Regions from separate parts of the Gossypium hirsutum genome. Here region 1 is linked to region 2. The links are chromatin contacts, called in public Hi-C maps. All regions are on one chromosome and are shown on one strand. The core of a region is the stretch at or near the end of the contact, and the rest is flanking DNA. Distances in the headings are between cores, read along the strand shown. Region 1 holds the start of LOC107947132 (glycerate dehydrogenase). Region 2 holds the start of LOC107916763 (pto-interacting protein 1).

Evidence for each region. Hi-C and Micro-C count contacts between places; a contact is called where the count stands out from the background.
Region 1: a Hi-C map of leaf shows a contact between it and region 2, with 2.4 times the contacts expected there. The contact joins the promoter of LOC107947132 here to the promoter of LOC107916763 in region 2. A contact is called at or near these places in 5 of 34 Hi-C or Micro-C datasets (leaf, petal and seedling).

Annotation. Positions count from the first base shown.
Region 1 is chrA01:107,316,453-107,320,868 of Gossypium_hirsutum_v2.1, forward strand. It overlaps LOC107947132 (glycerate dehydrogenase), which reads left to right and starts at 2,457. Exons shown (of 13, transcript XM_041112461.1): 1 at 2,457-2,911; 2 at 3,021-3,104; 3 at 3,213-3,353; 4 at 3,628-3,749; 5 at 3,857-3,938; 6 at 4,195-4,267; 7 at 4,347-4,416. The coding sequence starts at 2,789.
Region 2 is chrA01:107,059,846-107,064,001 of Gossypium_hirsutum_v2.1, forward strand. LOC107916763 (pto-interacting protein 1) reads left to right here and starts at 1,870. Exons shown (of 10, transcript XM_016846132.2): 1 at 1,870-2,613; 2 at 2,702-2,775; 3 at 2,867-2,985; 4 at 3,081-3,196; 5 at 3,294-3,854; 6 at 3,953-4,156. The coding sequence starts at 2,475.

The DNA.
Region 1 (4,416 bases), core at 1,207-3,706, 260 kb after region 2:
GTAATGTCACATTGAGACGAGGATTCCCGTCATCTCAACAAGGCTGAAATAGTGAGTGACATTGTGACGTCGAACGGACTGACATCGTGACACGACAAACTATTTTGGTGGCGTCATGAAAAGGAACTCCCTCACGCCACGACGTTGTTCTGAACTTTTGAAATCTTTTTAGTTTGGTCCTTATTCGATATCGAGTCAACTTTTGAGCTTACAAAAGCTCGTATAAAGCTCGAGGAAAAGTTTAATTTGTACTAAATGACTTATATGATGGTAGTTAATGATTTTTGGATTCAAATTATTCATTAAATGTCTATAATTGTTCTATTTTGCATTGTAGCATTCTGTAGCTCAATCCCAGCAATAGGGACAGGCAAGGGGTGTTACAACAACTGTCCTACGTCTATGAAGCATTACCTAATGAATGATATTCAACAATCATCTGGATCACCTATTGGCATTTACCCTTACACAAAAAAGTAATTGCAGCCCTAATATCGACCCCAATTGTCACAGATCACTCACCCAAATACCTAACAATATAATCAATAAACTCATCAAATAATATCTAAAAGAGTGTCACGAAATTACCACAAGAAAACACAATAAAGTTGCCGAAAAAGACACTCCAAAATTGCTCTTGATGTATGACACAAAACAATCTATTTATAAGCCTCTTCAAGTAGTCAATCAACAGTGTTTTGATAGGCTTTAAACCCAAGCTTAAATTGCTTAAAATATTGGTTGGAAAATTTGGTCTCATTTTTTTATACCATCTCCCTTAACTTTACTTGCAATCACCTGCAAAGGAGTTTCAAATTTACTAACATGAATTACAAACCTTTGCCATTGTTTTCTCAAGGTTAAGTTATAACCCCTGTAGCTTTCAAAAGTAAACTAGAAACCTCTAAAAAAAACTTGTTTTAAAGTGTAATAAAAAAGGCCTCTCCAAAATAAAGGTATGGTGTTTACAAAGTTTAAGCACAAGATAACCTTAAAACTTGTAAAAGATTTTCAATAAAAAACAAATATATGTGTACAAGAAAAGATAAAAAAAAATAAAGCTCTTTTATAATTACTTGTTAATTTACTTCATATGTTGCTTGGATATGCATCTCTTGTCCTTGAAGTATTGTTGATACATATTTATATTAAAGAAGTAAATTTTAACCATTTAGAGTTGTTGGAGGTGAAAAACTTGTATTTGGCAAGTGCAAAAAAATGTTTGTTAGACAAAAGGGACACAGCCTTTAGATTGGAGATCAATCAGAAGTTCAATGATTGGTGATCAATCAGAAGTTCAATCCTCTATGGGGGTAGATATTTGGTTAAAATCCATGAAATACAAATTTAAAAAGAAAATCAAAAAAATGGATTTTGATCCACTCAAAAACGTTAGAAACTTATTGTACTATTTTACGCAAGTGCTTTTAAGATTTTGAAAGCTTGAAAATATTTTATGAGATTTTCAATTAATTTTCATAGAATTATTTGGAATTTTATTCTTAAATGTTGTTATATTAAAATATTACAAAATCAAAGTTAATGATTTGGAATCAAAAATAAAAGAATTCTTAAATGTTGTTATATCAAAATGTTACAAAGTCAAAGTTAATGATTTGGAATTGAAAATAAAAGAAAGAAAAAAGTGAAAAAAGAGAAGGAAAAAAAAAAGGAGAGAGAGAGAGGCATCAAGGCAAAAGATAGGCAATGAAAGTGGGTGGTGAGCAGCAATCAGATCGAAAGCAAGCCTTACTACCACAACTATTAGAATTAGATCGAATTAGTTTATCGGATCGATTGAACCGATATCAACTAGTAGAACTAATTTAATCGGCGTCAAATATTTTTTTTATTTTTTTAAATAATTTATTTAATTAAATTGGATGAACCATTAGACTCGAGAATTGATGATCTAACCGATTTAATCATCAATCCAAATCTGAAAATCTTAATTATAGCCAAATTTTGTTAATGTTTCAGCATTAATTTTAGAGAAAAATATAGAAGATTCTTTTAACAATTATAGTCATTAAGAAATTTTTAAAGAGATAAAATTATTAGAAATTGAGTAAAAGTTTAAATGTATAAATGAATAAAATTATTAAATTGAGTAAAAGTTTAAATGTATAAATGAACATTTCAATCGTAAAATAAATTTAAATATTCAAATTATTTCAGCCAAAATAAAAAATAAATTTTTATATCAAATTTCCAGAAAAAAAATCTAAAATTATTAAAAATAACACCAAAATACATTGAAATCCAACGAAGTTTCTTAGATTCATTCTAGTATCTTTTGTCATCTCAAATTTTGTCCACTAAATTAAAGGATATTTCCGTAATTTGAAAAAAAGGATAAATGCTTCTCTTACGTGTCATCTATGAACAAAAGACATGTCATCAGTTAACTTATACCACAAAACCCAAGCATCATCCCAGACTCACCACAGCCCTCAACCCTCTCCATCCCTCTATCCAAATGGGTCAAAATCACATGTTCTACGGAACAGACACTGCTATCCTATTCCTCATCATTCTCAACCAACATCAACCATATACAATGATTTTATCAAAATTTTCAATTTTAATATTCGATAATCATAAGGTCAAAACTTTACTAAAAAGCACATCGAACTACTTACAACTCGAGTCTTTGGTAGCGATATTACAGACCGCTGTAAAGCAGTGTTCTTTACCACACCAAAGCATTGCTATAAAAAGCAAGAAACAGAGTAACTGAATTTTAAAAAGCTCAGTTTTCTGCTCTGTTTTTCAGTGACAAGTTTCAATGGCAAAACCAGTTTCAATTGAAGTGTGGAACCCAAATGGGAAATACAGAGTTATTAGCACCAAACCTATGCCTGGAACTCGATGGATCAACCTCTTAATCGAGCAAGATTGCCGTGTCGAAGTAAATTATATGTTTTTTTTCACTTCTCTAAACCCTCTGTTTTCGTTCTCCTCTTCTTCTATTAGATCCCAGTTTTTAAAGAATTTTTTTTTTTCATCATCCTGTTCAGATATGTACTGAGAAGAAAACAATTTTGTCCGTTGAGGATATCATTTCTTTGATTGGCAATAAGTGCGATGGGGTGATTGGACAGGTGATTTTCTTCTTGGGATTATTTGTTTCAGTTAGAAAATAAAAATATGAGTTCTTTTTGTTTCCCTTTTTTTTTGTGAGTTTTTTATGTTATGAATTTGTGTTACAGTTGACTGAAGACTGGGGGGAGACTTTATTTGCAGCTTTAAGCAGAGCAGGAGGCAAAGCATTTAGTAACATGGCTGTTGGTTACAACAATGTTGATGTTAATGCTGCCAACAAGTATGGTGTTGCTGTTGGTAACACTCCTGTAAGTTTCACTTTCCCACTTAGTTGCAAATAGTTTTACCCTCTAACCTTTGAAGCTTTTTAATAGGGTAGTTTAATCATATTTGGGTATGTTTCCATAACATGGATAAGTGCCAAGCTCCATGTGTTCGATTATATGTCTTCTACAATGGATTGTAATGATAAAACAATAAATAAACTTGCAAAGATTTGAGTAGTGATAAAATGGTTCGATGTTGGTTCAGTAATTTTGGGGTAGAAACAGTAGAGCTAATGTTGGTGATAATTTGGTGTAGGGTGTACTCACAGAAACAACGGCAGAGCTAGCGGCTTCTCTTTCTTTGGCAGCTGCTAGAAGAATTGTTGAAGCAGATGAGTTCATGAGGGCTGGCTTATATGATGGATGGCTCCCTCATCTGTATGTCCACGAAATATTACTTATATTTCATTTTTTGTTTATGTCGATGATAAACTCGAAAACTCACTTACATCATGCTTGTACAATTCCACTTGTCTCTCTTACAGGTTTGTGGGAAACTTGCTTAAAGGACAAACAGTTGGTGTAATTGGAGCTGGTCGTATTGGATCTGCATACGCCAGAATGATGGTAATCTCTTACTAGCTAATTTATTCGACATTGTTTGAGGACACTTGATCATAGTAACCTTGAATATAAATAGAAATTGTCTGGGTTGGTGAGGTTTTTGAAGTAGATTTTAAAGTTGTGTAAAATCCTGGCTCCTGAGATATGAAACATACCATATAATATTGCTGCAAAGAGCATATTTTCCAAGGCTTATTCTACTTTTGGTCCTACTTTGCTGCATTAATGGGAGTCATTTCGTTTTCCTATCTTATAACAGGTTGAAGGGTTCAAAATGAACTTAATTTACTATGATCTTTACCAATCAACACGGCTAGAGAAGTTTGTCACAGGTATGTCTTGAGACATTTTCTGCAAGTTAACGAGTTGTCAATTCTTATTTTATGGTGCTTTTATGTTTCCTCATCCCAGCTTATGGTGAGTTCTTGAAAAGCAATGGAGAGCAACCTGTTCACTGGAAAAGAGCATCAAGTATGGATGA
Region 2 (4,156 bases), core at 620-3,119:
TCAAATTGCTTTTGTTTGTTTATTTATTTATTTATTTTTTTAAAGTTAAGGACTGCCCAAATACTACTCACCTTTATAAACTCACTTTTATGTTTTTTTTATCCAAAATATAATTACTTTTTAAAAGAATCTTTTTCACCTTTACACCACGAATTTGGATATAAAATCTTTTCAAACCGACCGTTGGTAAAGCAGATTTGTAGACGCATGAAGTGGTAAGATAATGTAGACGTGGAATATTGTAGGGGGTTAGCCGGTGGATCCACACGTGTGATTGAAATGACAGCTGAACTATTAAAAATTTTGGAGGAGGAAAACGCCAAATGGTATTTTCGAAATCTGACCAAGCAATCAAAAATATGAAGTTTTGGGCAACCATATATACTTTATAAATAAAAAATATGAAAGTAATATTCCAACAAAATAAATTAAATAAAATTTGTTTAATATGCTTATGTACAAAGTGGTTGCCACTACTTTTTCAATTTTTATGTCATCATTGAATCTTTTTAATTTCCAATTTACATTTTAACAAATTCAAATTTTAAATAAATTTTTAATTTCTAAATAATAATTTTCTTCATATTAGTTTCTTTTTGACAATTTGAAAAAGAATATATTAAATTGGGTTGTAAATATGCTTAGGTGCACCAAAAAGATAATTAAAAAAGGTATATAGATTAGGTTTGGGTCATGCATAAGTGCCAAGAAAATGAAGACTTAAATGGAGAAAACAACATGTGATTTCACTTCATCTCACCATACTTGTATTTATCACGTTTAAGATGTGAGTGGCCTTACCTTAATTACAAAAATAGTAAGATTCAAATCAACATGTTTTACCACCATACCTTTTTTATTTTCTATTTACTATTATAACCTTTAAATAATAAAATAGCTTAATATTAGGATATTTTAAAAAAAATAAAAAAATATATTTGGTAATAATAATAAAGGAGAACCAAATCTGTAATTTACTTCTCTAAATAGCCCGTATAACATGCTAAATATTATAAAAAAACAAATTATTTACTTAATTGTTTAAAATCATTTATCAAAATTGAATAATATTTTAATAAATTTAACATAAAATTTAGAATACCCAACCTCAAATTCACATCACATCATTGGGATGGGTCAAAAAATCACTTTGATAAAAAAATAATTATTTTCAAAATATTTTATCTTAAAAATCCCTATAAATGTAATAAATAAAATGATGAATAATCTTCAACGAACTTGATGATTGCAATTGTCTATAAAAAAGTTGATAAAACCACGTGTATTTGATGAAAATTAAACTGCACCAAATCTCATGTCTATATTAATGTAAGAAACACAAAAAATGAAAATTAATTTCTTGAAATTAAGAAAAACATTTTAATTAAAGATGAATAAATATATGGAAGAGATGATAAGATATATTTTTGACCAAAGCATGATGAGATTGTAATCAAACAGAAATTAAACTAAAATAGGAATTTGACCCAGAATCTACTATAATTTTCAAATTTAATCTTCCTTGCTTTAAGCTAACAATCAAAAAATTACCCCTTTGTAATACTAAAAACTTTTAATTTTTTTTTATCTTTATAAGGAAAATAGAAAAACACGAGTCAAGAGGATAAGCCAGAGCCCAATAGGGGTCCTACTCCTCAACCCGCAATAGCCGGTAAAAGCTTCGCTTCTGTCACTTCATTTCTCCCACAAAACGACCAGAGACCATGGGTTTCGCGCGAAATTTGCCGGTTCTTTAAACGAACTTAATTTTTTTAATTAATTAATTACTTTTATAAACAAAAATGGAGTCCCTATTTTTCCTCTTTTAATTCAGCACTGAAATTCGTTGCCCACTCTTCGCGGGAATTCCTTTTTTTTTTTTTTTACTTTGCCGACACTTTTATCTCAAGGGTTTCTTCACTCATGAACCATTTCCTAAATTTTTTTTAAATAAAAATAAAAAAATTATTTAAAAAATAAAGTAGATTGAATATCTTTGTCATCACCCCAACATTTTTTTTAAATTTTTTATTGCTCAATAATTTATATACACAAAAGTGTATTGAAACTGGTTGTAGCAGGTAGAGGGGGTGATGTTCTTTGGCGGCAATATAATTTTACAAAAAAAAAACCCGTTTTGGATTAAAAAAAAACGTATACGTACAAAATTGGCGCACTGAATTCAATTGTCTTCTTCTGTTTATCTTTTTTCTTAAATTCAAAGATTTTGGTAGATTTGTTTAGTCTATAAACAATCTGGGTTTCTTTTTTTTTTCTTTGAGTTTGGGTTTTCAAATCCAAATATGGTAATGGGGTTTCATTTATGATCACTAAGGGTTAAGTGCCTAGTGTTGTTGGGGTATTTTTAGATTTCTTTTTATGAACTCGAATGAAGATGGTGATGGTGGTTTCTATATGGAAGGACTAAATTGAATATTTCAGAAAGCTGGTAAGGTTCTAGATTTTCAGAAAACATGCCTTCTGATAAGAAGAAAAATGTATTGGTTGGGATTCGATTAGATAGTGAAAGCAGGGATTTGCTTAGTTGGGCTCTTGTAAAAGTTGCTGAACCTGGTGATTGTGTTGTAGCAATTCATGTTACCCGGAATTCAGGTAAGGCATTTTTGATTTCTTGACAGCGAACTTTGATGTTTTGTACCATGGTTTTTTTTGTGTATTCTAATCTGAAATTTCGATGTAGATCATGCTTTGGGACAGAAATTGTTATTAGAGGGTTATTTAGAAGCATATGAAGGCCTGTGTTCTATAAAGAAGGTTGCTTTCATTACCAATAGTTCTGGCATTTATGAATTTTCACTTACCATGAATGAAAAAATTGATATTGATCATTATACATGGCTTGCAGGTTGATCTTAAAGGCCAGATTTATAAAGGAAATTCGATACGAAAGGTTTTAATTCGAGAAGCAATAAACTATGGTGCTGTAGCTCTAGTTGTGGGTATAGACAAGAGGAGTCCTCTTGGGTAAGTCAGCAGTTAACAGACTCAAAATCATTTTGGCTGTTCAAAATTGGTGTGATTCTTTGTCTGATTACTCAAAAAACAGACATCATTTTCAGGGGTTGGACTTCCACGGCTAGATACTGCACGAAGCGGCTGCCAACAACCACCAATGTTGTGGCCATCAACAAGGGAAAAATTGTTTTCGAAAGGTCCAACAAGAATGAACTATCAGGTTTGGTTCTACCTATCCTAGGAATAATAGAGAACTGGTTTCTGTTTTCTACTATGGTCTTTAGAAGTAATAGATGATGTATATGGGATTATGTCAGGTCTTAAAGGTGATCCAAGACTGAGTCTTTGTCTGACCGAAAACCTTGGTATCAAAGAATGCCAATCAGAATATGGTGATTCTGAAGTAGGGTCTGAGATATCCAGTTTTGAAGGGATTCAAAGCTCCAAAGACGGATCAAGAACCAGTAGTGAAGATTCGAAGATTGAAATATTGAGTGTTATTCATGAAGGGAAGAGAATCCCTTCGTGGTCCATTTCTCTTTTTGCAGGAGATAATATGGACTATAAGCCTGGTTGGCCCCTCCTCCTGAGGGCTAGTTCAGCAACACCACAAGCGAAGCATGCCAGGAGCATGTCGGTCGTGAAATGGGTAATGAACTTACCAAGTCGGTCTCTGCATGATCATTCTCCTCGAGGTTCAACAATCAAGGAAATAGAGCTGAATCAACTTGGAGATGACAATGATGGGAATGAGACCAATTCATCAATGCAATATGAGTTGCAAAAATGCTTGGAGGTGCTCCTGAATACAAATTCATCGGATTGCAGATGGTTTTGTTATGGAATTCTAAAAGCTGCAACTGATCAATTCTCCACAGGTTTTCATCCCAAACGTGCCTTGCAACCAGTGATGTATTCGTTATTACTTTATGTGTTTTTCTTTTATATACTTTTCCAAGATTCTGTTTCATAGCAGAGAACTTGATTGGGAAAGGAGGGAGCAACCGTGTCTATAAAGGGATCCTTCCGGATAACAAAGCAGTGGCTGTGAAGATTCTGGAGTCATCAAAAGAGGCATGCAAGGATTTCGCAAATGAAATCGAAATAATCTCCTCACTGAAGCATAAACACATCATGCCTCTAATAGGTATCTGCATTAAAGATCATGATCTTATATCCG